2 separate regions of the Gossypium hirsutum genome follow, and region 1 is linked to region 2. The links are chromatin contacts, called in public Hi-C maps. All regions are on one chromosome and are shown on one strand. The core of a region is the stretch at or near the end of the contact, and the rest is flanking DNA. Distances in the headings are between cores, read along the strand shown.

The links. A called contact is a pair of places that touch in the nucleus more often than the background predicts.
Region 1: a contact with region 2 is called in a Hi-C map of leaf, with 2.3 times the contacts expected there. The contact joins the promoter of LOC107914491 here to the promoter of LOC107914485 in region 2. A contact is called at or near these places in 4 of 34 Hi-C or Micro-C datasets (hypocotyl and leaf).

Annotation. Positions count from the first base shown.
Region 1 is chrD10:18,107,231-18,109,953 of Gossypium_hirsutum_v2.1, reverse strand. LOC107914491 (actin-related protein 2/3 complex subunit 1A) reads left to right here and starts at 1,398. Exons shown (of 15, transcript XM_016843418.2): 1 at 1,398-1,717; 2 at 2,140-2,225. The coding sequence starts at 1,648.
Region 2 is chrD10:17,846,685-17,849,384 of Gossypium_hirsutum_v2.1, reverse strand. LOC107914485 (ammonium transporter 3 member 1) reads right to left here and starts at 1,257. Exons shown (of 3, transcript XM_016843409.2): 1 at 1-1,257. The coding sequence starts at 223.

The DNA.
Region 1 (2,723 bases), core at 149-2,648, 260 kb before region 2:
GCGTGGTCGCGACCTCCAATCTTTTAATGTCACTACCTCAACCTTGGTCACCTTATGCCATCCCAGTTCCCCACATCGCGACGTCAAGCAACTCAATGCTGGGGCGTGACTTTCTGTTTGTCAAGCCTTCAAACCTTTATGTCCTTAGTCTTCCACTCATCAACACATTATCAAAAACACACTTTATGCATCGCATATTACCAAAACTCTAAAATAACATCAAAATGCTAAAAGTGACACAAAACACAAACATATCCATTAATGACCTAAAACATGATTTGACCCTAAAACGATTCAATTTCACTCAAAAGTAAGCTAAAACAAGCATGAGAGGACAATAATTGTATATACATAATTATCCCTTATCAATCACCCAACTTTCGTAAATTTTCAATTTAGGTATCGAAAATAAAAAGTTTGTAATATGGGCACTATCGTTACATACAATTATCATTTTAGTCACCGCCGTTACGTACTTTTATCATTTTAATCACCCAACTTTAGTACGTTTTCATCTTGGTCACTCATTTTATCTTTATAATTTTCTTTATTATTTCATTTTTAAGAATCAATTTTAGTTTTTTTAGAAAGGGGAAAAACCTGGTTTTTATAGTGGAAAATTTGGGTTAGAAAAATAATTTTTTATATTTTTAATTTTCTTTGTTTTTTTTCCTTTTTAGAATTAATTTCAATTTATTTCTTAGTGAGAGGGAAGGAAAAATATGGGGTTTATAGGGGGATTACCTTTGTTTTTATAGGATAAACTTAGTTTTTACAAGAAAACCAATTTATCTTTTCATTTCCATTTTATTTTTCCCTTTTTAGAATTTTTTTTCTAGTAAAAGGGAAAACCAAGGTTTTATAGGAAATTATTTTGTTATTTATAGGAAATTACATTTTATCTTTTAATTTCCATTTTTTTAATTAATTTTAATTTTTTTCAGTAAAGGAAAAACTTAGGGGGCTTACAAGGAATTACTTAAATTTTTATAGGAAAAATATGAGTTTTTACATGGAATTAAGTTACTAGTGAAAAGCTTGGGTTTCATCTCATAGCGTAATAACTTAATTTCTTGTAAAGCCTATATTTCCTTTGAAAAAAATAATTTTAAAAAGAAAATAAGTGATTAAAATGAAAATTTACTAAAGTTGAGTGATTAAAATGAGTGTATGCAATGGTAAATTAATGGCAAGTGGCTAAAATGATAAAAGTATGTAATGAAAGTGACTACAATGATAAAAATATGTAATGGCAATGCCCATATTGCAAACTTTTTAATTTTTGTGCCTAAAATGAAAATTTATGAAAGTTAGGTGACCAATTGTGTAGTTTATCCAAAAATGAAATGAGGTAATGGAGAAAAAAAAAAGAGAAGTGGAGATTATGAGGGCTAAATGAATGTTTAACCCATAATTCAACCTGCTGAAAAGAAAAAAAGAAATCTAAAAATCCCCAAAGTCGACGGGTGAGAACTTGTCCAATCGCACCTCTATTGGTATTTGGTATCTAGTCTAGTCTTTCAAGCTTTCCGTTTGTTAACAGAGACTTTAAACCGAAGCTGAGATCGCTTCACAGTTCTTTCTCTTCTCCAGAGATCTCTCTCCATCTCATTTGGAGCTCAATATATCAAATTCATCAGCTTAAAAATGGCGGCCGTCGCCGTTCACCAGTTCGCTCAGTGCATCACTTGCCATGCTTGGAGTCCCGATCACTCCAGTAACTTCATTCATTCTTTTAATTTGTTTCTGTCGAAATTCCATTTCCTCTCTTCATCTTTATGTTTCGGTTGGTTGCTGTGAAAATGTAGGAAATAAAAGAATGTATATATTTGAGTTAAATGATATTGTGATGTGATATTTGTCTAAGAAATGTAAAATTGAAGAAGAAAATGAAATTAATGGTCAATTTACTCTTTCTTTACGTTACTTTCTCATTCTAAATTGATCCATTTTTTGGTGATATGCTGGATTTAGAACTAATGATACATGTTTAATTAAAATGATGCGTGTTTTTAGAGCTAATTTTTTTTTTGTTTTGAGAATTTTAGAACTAATGATTTGGTTCTTTTTATTTTAAATTGCATGAGATATTGTTTTCTGTGTTTTCTACATATTTAATTCACTTTCTCTTGCCTGCAGTGGTAGCATTTTGCCCAAATAATAATGAGGTTCACATTTATAAATTGGTGAATGACAAGTGGGAGAAAGTTCATGTTCTTCAGAAGGTACTTTATCAAAAAATTTCCCCTATAAACCACCAAGTTATGTTTTAGTCCAATTATCTATGCTGTATGTGTTAACTCATCTCCAATAGTTATTTGAAGTTTCATTTTGGAGTCATGTTATGTGGTACTTTTGGAACACATCAATTTGCAAATTGGATATGACTAGAAGTCTAGAACCTAGGTTGAAGCCTCTCTTTAACTAAGAATAAAAATGTTTCTTGAAAAGGAAAATATGAGATGACACGTTGGCTTCTTGTCTGAAATCTTAGCCTTTCTTTGTAAGTAAATAGAAGCACTGCCACAGCATGGAGGTCTGATGAATTTTTGGGTTTCAACCTATGGTATGATATCAGTCTGCCTTTTTACCACTTTTGTCTTTAACTGAACCGGAAAGCTCTGTGCATATAAACCAAAGTTGGGAATTCTAAAGCAACCGGGAGATTTATTAGATTAGGTTCTGAATTGTGTGATAGGGATTACAGTAGTTGTGAGAAAGCT
Region 2 (2,700 bases), core at 8-2,507:
CTACGGCAGCAAAAGCATAGAGGGCCATGAAAGCTGAATTCACTGCCCATTTTTTCTTGACAATGCTACCATAGAGGATGACCAAGCCTGGCACACTTTGGAGGCCGACCAGCGTGGCGGATATCATCTGCCATGCGTTATCTCCTTTGTTTAGCCAAACTGGGACTGCTGGTGTGCCTCCTTGGTAGGCCACTGGCACTGGGTTGGGAGGAAGAGCGGCCATGCTTGTTAGCCAAAAAAAAAATGCAGGCTAGTTCAACGTTCCAAGTTCCAACAATAGCTTGGATTGTAGTATATAATAAGCTGATCGAAGGAAAAGGATGTTATCATTATTATACTATATTATGAAGCATTAAGAAAGGCCTTTTTTGGATTAAATACAGTGTCATTATAGGAAGGCATGAGCAGGTTGCGTAAGGTGATTATATATTGAAGATTAATCTAGGAGAACGGCAGTTTTGTCTTATTACATCCACCAATCTCTTTCATCTTTTACGGCTAAATTCTTATTTTCAAAAATAACTTGGGTTTTTTTTTTCTGTCATGAAATTGGAAACAGACTTGAAAAAAGAGGGAAAATGGAAGAAAATTGGAAGCCATTGAATTCAGAAGAAATTAGGGATTTGGTGGAAATGAAGAAAGCGGGCTTTGAGTCAATAGATGAAAAGGAAGGCCAATAAATTGGTTCTATAAAAACCCAGATAATAAAATCATGTTTTTTTCTTTTTACCAAAAATAAACAAAAATTAATTCTAAAAATTAATAAGATAAAATGATGTTTATTGTAAGAATCCAAGTATTTTCATAAAAATCGGTTTGATCCTCTTATTTTGATTTTTCAGACCGAGAGATCCATGAATCGGGATCCTAATGCATATAGATACAAATGGTCCAACGGGGAGCAAGAATTTTCAGGAGCATTTGGAACATTTCGTTTCTGAGCAGAAGAGCCGTTTTCAAGTAGTGTTGGATCGATTACGTATTAATCCATATTCGATTGATTGGTCTGAGGTTATTGACAAAAAAGATTTGTCGAAGTTACTTCGTTTCTTTTTGTCCAAGTTACTTCTCTTTTTGTCCAAGTTGTTTCTTTTTTGTCTAACTCACTTCCTTTTTTCTTTGTGAGTTTCGAGAATATCCCTATTCATAGCTCTGAGATCCACATCTATGAATTGAAAGGTCCGAATGATCAACTTTGCAATCAGTTGTTAGAATCAATAGGTTTTCAAATCATTCATTTGAAAAATTGAAACCTTTCTTATTGGATGATCATAATACTTCTCAAAAACTGAAATTTTTGATCAATGGAGAAACAATATCAAATGAGTGACTCATTCCATACTAGAAATAATCCCAGGAAATCTTTTGATAACATGGATTCCTATTTCTCAATGATATCCCACGATCAAGACAAATGTTTAAATCCCGTGAAACCATTTCATAAAAGTTCATTGATATATTCTTTTTATAAAGCAAATCGACTTCGATTCTTGAATAATCCACATCACTTCTGCTTTTATTGTAACAAAATATTCCCTTTTTATGTGGAAAATGCCCGTATCAATAATTATAATTTTACGAATGAATAATTCCTCAATATCTTATTCATTCACAACAAAATATTTTCTTTGTGCGATGGTAAAAAAAACATACTTTTTTGGGGAGAGATACTATTTCACCTTCACCAATCAAGTCTCAGGTATCTAACATATTCATATCTAATGATTTTCCACAAAGTGGTGACGAAAGGTATAACTTGTACAAATCTTTCCAATTTGCAATTCGATCCGATCCATTAGTTCGTAGAGCTGTTTACTCGGTTCCAGACATTTCTAAAACACCTCTAACAGAGGGACAAATAGTCAAATTTTGAAAGAACTTATTTTCAACCTCTTTCAAATATGAATCCATCTGATTCAAAAGAGAAGAACTTGGATCGGTATCTCAATTTCAATTCAAACATGGGTTTGATTCACACTCCATGTTCTAAGAAATATTTACCATTTGAAAAGCAGAAAAAACGGAGTCTTTGTTTAAAGAAATGCATTGAGAAAAGGTGGATAATAGAACCTTTCAACGAGATAGTGCTTTTTCAACTCTCTCAAAACGGAATCTATTCCAAACATATATGTCATAGTTCCTTACTTCGATAGGGTACAAATATCTAAATTTGATATTTTTAGATGCTTTTTCAGACCTATTGCGATAGTAGTAGTAAAAAATTTGTATCCATTTTTCATGATATTATGCATGGATCAGATATATCATGGCAAATTCTTCAGAAAAAATTGTGTCTTCCACAATGGAATCTGATAAGTGAGATTTCGAGTAAGTGTTTACATAATTTTCTTATGTCCAAAGAAATGATTCGTCGAAATAATGAGTCACCATTGATATTGACGCATCTAAGATCGCCAAATCTTCAGGAGTTTCTCTATTCAATCCTTTTCCTTCTTTTTGTTCCTGGATATCTCGTTCGTACACATCTTCTCTTTGTTTCCCGAGCCTATAGTAAGTTACAAACAAAGTTCGAAAAGGTCAAATCTTTGATGATTTCATTATACATGATTGAGTTGCGAAAACTTCTAGATAGGTATCCTACATCTGAACTAAATTCTTTCTGGTTAAAGAATCTCTTTCTAGTTGCTCTAGAACAATTAGGAGATTTTCTAGAAGAAATATGGGGTTCTACTTTTGGTG